Regions from separate parts of the Sus scrofa genome. Here region 2 is linked to region 1. A link is a contact called in public HiChIP or PLAC-seq data. All regions are on one chromosome and are shown on one strand. Each heading gives the region's core, a stretch centred on a gene start, on an enhancer-like site or on the middle of the called end of the contact. The rest is flanking DNA. Distances are from core to core; before and after follow the strand shown.

Evidence for each region. HiChIP or PLAC-seq counts read pairs in DNA pulled down with a chosen protein or histone mark.
Region 2: a contact with region 1 is called in an H3K27ac HiChIP or PLAC-seq map of alveolar macrophages. The contact joins two enhancer-like sites. A contact is called at or near these places in 2 of 2 datasets of contacts at active chromatin or transcription factors (alveolar macrophages and skeletal muscle).

The regions. Positions count from the first base shown.
Region 1 is chr11:48,870,963-48,874,246 of Sscrofa11.1, forward strand. No RefSeq gene overlaps it. Among named protein-coding and RNA genes, the nearest start is that of KCTD12, 160 kb to the right of the region's middle. Within about 2 kb of position 1,854, at least 9 of the 83 cell types and tissues checked have an H3K27ac peak or open chromatin away from gene starts, as enhancers often do. A contact at or near this core is called in alveolar macrophages, where this site is marked.
Region 2 is chr11:49,005,990-49,009,197 of Sscrofa11.1, forward strand. The region is part of intron 3 of LOC110255830 (a long non-coding RNA gene); the gene reads right to left. Among named protein-coding and RNA genes, the nearest start is that of KCTD12, 26 kb to the right of the region's middle. Within about 2 kb of position 1,487, at least 3 of the 83 cell types and tissues checked have an H3K27ac peak or open chromatin away from gene starts, as enhancers often do. A contact at or near this core is called in alveolar macrophages, where this site is marked.

The DNA of each region.
Region 1 (3,284 bases), core at 604-3,103:
TATGTGACTTTTTAAAAAAGCAAGACAAGATTCCTGTAGAAGACAATTATTGAGCTAGAGCACAAAAAATTTATAGATGTTCATAAAAATCTAAAAAGTCTGAAGACTTCAGGCTAGACATAGCAGATGGAATGTGATGTAACTTTTACAAAGCCTCCCTAAAATAAGAGTGAAAAAATCAAGTCAAGGTAATATAAACACACCCCTGTAGCATCAAGTTTTATACAAATTACATCTGGGTGTGTATTTTCATTTTATTTTTAATAAGATTTATTATATTTATTCAATATTTCTCATATTGATGTGTGTCATTTTTATCATTAACTTTATGGGTATGATAGTAAATAATGTCTTAATTGTGTTTCTACATTATAAATAGTTTAGGCATAAAAGGCAGGAAAATTAATGTCAAGCATCTGTGTGCTTTCCAAATTTAGTAAGAATTAACAATGCATTAAAAAAAAAGATATAAATTCACAAGGACCAGGGGAATGTAAAAGGATATAGCAGTGGAAAAGAGGTGTCAACACATTTTTGGCTGTGACAACCTATATGAAAAAAGAATCCAAAAAGGAATAGATGTGTGTGTATGTATAACTGAGTCACTGTGTTGTACAGCAAAAATTGTCATAACATTGTAAGTCAACTATACTTCAAACTTTCAAAATGAAAAACAACAACAACACAACAACACATTTTTGGAAGATGAAAAGTGTTGAAGGGACCAAAAGTTGAGTAAGTGCCCCAGTTAGCTGGGAGAGAGGGAGGAGTAAGTTAATGAAGCAACTCACTTCATTTCAAAATCCAGAGAGATTCTCACTGGGGAGCATAGCTGACTGAAAAAGTTGGGTGGAGGACCACAAACAGGAGAAGTGGCTGCAAGCCTATGAGAGGGATCTGGACCTCTAGATCCCAGTCCTTTTCTGATGCGTCCAGGCAATGGCTGCTGACGGGAGCTCAGAAACAAGTTGCTCTCTTGCTTTCCCATCCACAAGATATTGAAACTCCACCCTGCATGGGAGTCAGGGGTAAGATATGCTCTGGAGGGAGGACAAAAAGCTTGGGGCTGCTGCCTGCATCTTTGTAATCCTGGGAAAACTGCCACCATCCCAGTAGGAAGTTGGAGGAATCCAAGAGAATGGAAAAGACAGAGATCTTGTAAGGGAGAAAAACAGACCCTTCTCCGGGGGAACCAGAACTGGGCTCCAAGGCTGAGAAAGTGAAGTTGTCTAATGGGCATTATATGAGATGATAGAATGTCCCCTTTGTTACTGGTTTTGCTTCAGAGCAGCACCCCGCAGTTTTGAGAGCATTTTTTTGTCTACCTTGGGAGAGGGGGAACATTTTTTTTAATCTAAGATGCCTGAAGACATCAAATTTAAATTTCAGACTTGTACCCACTGTAGTCAGCAGAAAACCCTGCCAACACAGACAGTTTATTTGGGAAATATCCAAAGCAGAAAAATCTAGAACAAGTATAGGGAGATTTGCTATCCTTGGAATTAGATGGAAAGAAATCCAGGGACATGTTGTAGTGACCATAACTTCAGTCAGAATGGACAAGCCCATGACACTGGGGTTCTCTAGTGTAACAAGGGAAGTATTTTTTCACATTTGCATTTTCTACTCAAATCCACTCAGATCGAGAGAGAGGGATCCTATAAAGAAGTGTTCACTAAGCCTGGTTACAAAAGTCTAAGACCAGTCCCAAGACCAACAATAGGAAAAATTCAGCAAATGTAACTCAACTTGGTGCCGGTGAAACTTGGGCCACCATCTGGACTCAGCTGTATCAGTGTTCTCTCGCCACAACACTGTTGCATAAGTACAACCACAAACCCTCAGCAGCTCAGTCATAAAGACTTACTTTGCTCACACGTCTACAGGCCTTATATAAGGTAATCTTGCTGCTCTGGGATAGGCTTAGCTGATCTTGGCAGGACTCACTTGTGGGATGGCAGGCAGCAGGGACCTGGCTGTCTAGCATGGCATCATTATTCTGTTGGGACAGCTCCTCTGTCATTCATATAGCTGCTCAATTCAGCAGCCTAGTCCAGCCTTGTGCTCATGAAGGAGGCTGGGGTCCAAGAAAGGGAGCAGTAGCACCCAAGGCCTCTTGGGACCCAGGCTCAGAATGGGCATATCTTCATCTCTTCTGCATTTTTTTTTTCTTTTTTGGCTGCCCCTAGGCATATGGAATTCCCAGGCCAGATATCAGATTTGAGCCACAGTCTAGACCTAAGCCATAGCTGCAGCAATGCTAGACCCTTAACTCGCTGCACCAGGCCAGGGATCAAACCTGTGTCCCAGCACTCCTAAGACACTGCCAATCCCATTACACCATGGGGAAACTCCTCTTCTGCATTTTATTGTTCAAAGCAAGTCACAAGGTCAGCCCAGACTCAAGAGTGGGGAGGTAGAGCACTTCTTTATAGGAGATGCTAAAATTTCACATCCCAAGGAGCATGGTCACAGGGAGGGGTAATAAACAAGGGCCATTAGGACAACTGATCTACCACACCCACCAGCATTTGGTATAAAAGAATTAGTTCTGTGAGTAAATCAAAAGAACTTGGTTAAAGGCAATGCAATATCCTGGAAGGAAAAAAAAAAAAAACATATTAGCGAGAAAACTGCTAAAACTGCTGAAATCTGAACAAAGGCTGTATTTTAGTTAAGAGTAATATTAGGAGTTCCCATTGTGGCTCAGCGGAAACAAATCCGACTAGGAACCATGAGGTTGCGGGTTCAATCCCTGGCCTCGCTCAAAGGGTTAAGGATCCCGCATCGCCGTGAGCTGTGTTGTGGGCCAGCAGTAACAGCTCTGATTAGACCACTAGCCTGGGAATTACCATATGCCCCGGGTGTGGCCCTAAAAAGACAAAAGACAAAAAAAAAAAAAAAAAAAAAATTCTTGGGAGTTCCCGTCGTGGCGCAGTGGTTAACGAATCTGACTAGGAACCATGAGGTTGCGGGTTCGATCCCTGCCCTTGCTCAGTGGGTTAACGATCCGGCGTTGCCGTGAGCTGTGGTGTAGGTTGCAGACGCGGCTCAGATCCCGCGTTGCTGTGGCTCTGGCGTAGGCTGGCGGCTACAGCTCCGATTAGACCCCTAGCCTGGGAACCTCCCATATGCTGCAGGAGCGGCCCAAGAAATGGCAAAAAGACAAAAAAAAAAAAAAAAAAGAGTAATATTAATTACCTAGCTCTGAAAACATCATCATGGTTATGTCAACAAGAGGAGAAGTTAGGTGAAGCACATATGGGAACCCTACTATCTTTGCA
Region 2 (3,208 bases), core at 237-2,736, 130 kb after region 1:
TTTCCATTCCACCTCTCCAGAGGGAGTCACTTAATCTCTTCCTTAAGATCCATGATATAATCTGTGTGAATGTAATTGTGTTTAAATATATGTATTTTAATCTGTAAAAAAAAAATAAAATTTCAAAAAAATGTATAGGTTTCAACTGACTTTGATCATTGTTTTTAAGAACCAAAGGAAGTTATTAATTACAAATCTTATCATAGAAATGTCCTGATAGAGCCAGTATTTCCCACTATTAATAGCTTTTTTAAATTAAATTCTGTAAGCAGTTCAAGATGTCAGTATCAGAATAGTCATTACTACCCTTGTATCCACACAATAATCATTACAATAAACCTGAGTGTGGACCACTGCTGAGACAGGACAAAAGATACCAAATGAAATAAGTATAATTGACTGTTTTATTCAGTAATTATACCATTTTTACATATAATACTGTAGCACTGTAGTCTTCAAGAAGTGACTATTTTAATTTGTGAACAATTAAAAAATAGATTTGATATGCAATTTAAAAAAAATCAATACAAATGTGAATGTGGTGAGCTAAAAAACACAGCACTATATTGTCTCTGATGATCTCCGTGGATTAGGGTTATATATTTGTTATTTTTCCTTCTGCATCTTATTTTTTTTATTTTTTATGATGAGTACATATCATTTTTACAATCAGAAAAGTGTCAGGTCTAAATTAAACAAAAGCATATATGTACTTCTTATTGCCACATCTGATGAAGAAAATGTTGGTTAGCACTAAGAAGGGTCAAAGAAAAGGAACTAGGATCAATAATAAATGAACATCAGATCTGGGGAGTATTCCAAAAGTTCTGCAATAGGCAGGCAGGGAACATCACAGCCAACACGGTCCTGGCTGGGGAGCACAATGACTAGGGTTTCCAGCCAGGAAAGGACAGCGACCCGGGCCAGCTCCGTTTCTTCCCACTCTCACCTAACCAAGACCCTCGTGCAATTTGCTTTCTCTCCCTACCTCTACTCTCTTGTACAGGGGTGTACTCTTTTTCTATTTGTTTTTAACTTACTTTATTGAAGTATAGTTGATTTACAATGTTGGGTTAATTTCTACTGTACAGCACAGTGAGCCAGTTATATATATATATGTATATATATATATACATACACACACACATACTCTTTTTCATAGTTTTCCATTATGGATTGAGACAGGATATTGAATAGAGTTCCCTGTGCCCCATTTACTCTTTAACTCACCATACTCTTTTTCATAGTTTTCCATTATGGATTGAGACAGGATATTGAATAGAGTTCCCTGTGCCCCATTTACTCTTTAACTCACCATAACCTGGTCCCTTTCCCCTAGTTCCCTCCCCCAGCTCCACAGCAATTGCTCTCACCACCACCAGCAATGTTCCCTTTGTTGTCAAATCCAAGTCACATTCAGTCCTTGTCCTGTAGTTGAATGACCTCTCAGTCACGAATGACCCTTCGGTCACAAATGAGGCAACTGACTTCCTCCTCGAACATCTCTTTCCTTGAATCCTATGACAGACACACTGGTGGTTGTCTCCCCAGCAGACATTACCCCACATTCACATGTATATACACCTGCTTCCTGGCCAGCATGCTGCCAGCTGCATTAGGCGCGGGCAGCAGCACCCTCTGAGGAAGTAACCTCCTACCCCAGCCCCAGGACATGAACCATATTGAGCTAGACCCGTCAAGGAAATCTCATTTCCCTTTGTTGTAATTAGCTTAGGACTCAGGCTTAGGACTCGGTATTGGTCAAGAGGCCCTGAGGATAAGTTCCTCCTGATGTACGAGTCCTGTCTTTAAAGTCAGTTTTTGACATTTGGCCCTGTGACAGCCATTTTGAGACCATAAAAGGAAAACCAGAAGAATCACTAGCTGCTAATGCAGAGCCTGGACATCAAAGAAATACTGAAGTAATCAACCCTGGAACTACCTAGCTCCAGACTACTATGTGAGATAAGAAGCCACTCTTCTCTAAGCCATTCAGCTAGATGTTCAGTTCCTGCAGCTGAAGATAACCTAGTTGAGGAGTTCCCGCCGTGGCTCAGTGGTTAATGAATCCGACTAGGAACCATGAGGTTGCGGGTTCGATCCCTGGCCTCGCTCAGTGGGTTAACGATCCGGCGTTGCCCTGAGCTGTGGTGTAGGTCGCAGACGCGGCTCGGATCCCGCATTGCTGTGGCTCTGGCGTAGGCTGGTGGCTACAGCTCGCTCCAATTTGACCCCTAGCCTGGGAACCTCCACATGCCGTGGGTGTGGCACTAGAAAAGACAGAAAGACAAAAAAAAAAAAAAAAGATAACCTAGTTGAGGCTGATATACTCTCCTGACCTTCCTTCCGTATCCTGCCTACTCTACAGGCCCTCTTCCAAATTCTACCACCTCCTGCTGGTTAGTGTTCTGGAAAGGTTCACCTCTAACCTCCTGTTTTTACTCCATTTACTTTCTCTTTGAGCTTTCTCTCCTCTACCTGGATGTTTTTATCTATACGTATTTATTTCAAGTTTACACCAATATTTATTGAAGGACTACTCCGAGCCAGATCCTGTTCCATTTTCTATGCTTTGGGAATGTGCTGATGAATAAGACCACTGAGATCCCTGGAAAAGAGAAGGGTTTGAAAGAGAAGAAGGGGAGGAGAGAAGAGAGGTTGAGGTTGAGGATCTGTTTATGAGACCTACTATTAAACAGAGTGCCTATCATTAACGATTCAATATTATACACTTAAAAATTTGTGAAGAGGATTGATCTCATGCTAGGTGTTCTTAACCACAAAAAAAAAAAAAAAAAAAAAGGAAGGGGGAGCAGGAAGAAACTTAGAGGTAATGGATATTTTATTGCCTTTATTACAGTGATGGTTTCACAGGTATATGCATATCTCTAAAATCACCAAATTTTATACATTAAATATGTCCAGCTTTTTGAATATCAATTATATCCCAATAAAGCTGTCTTAAAAGTACAAAAAGGAGTTCCCATAGTGGCTCAGTGGAAATGAATCTGACTAGCACCCATGAGGATGCAGTTTCAATCACTGGCCTCACTCAGTGGGTTGGGGATCTAGAATTGCCGTGAGCTGCGGTGTAGGTCGCAGATGTGACTCAGATCCCACACTGCCATGGCTGTGGTGTAGGCCAGTGGCTACAGCTCTGATTCAACCCCTAGCCTGGGAACCTCCATATGCCGTGGATGAGGTTGTA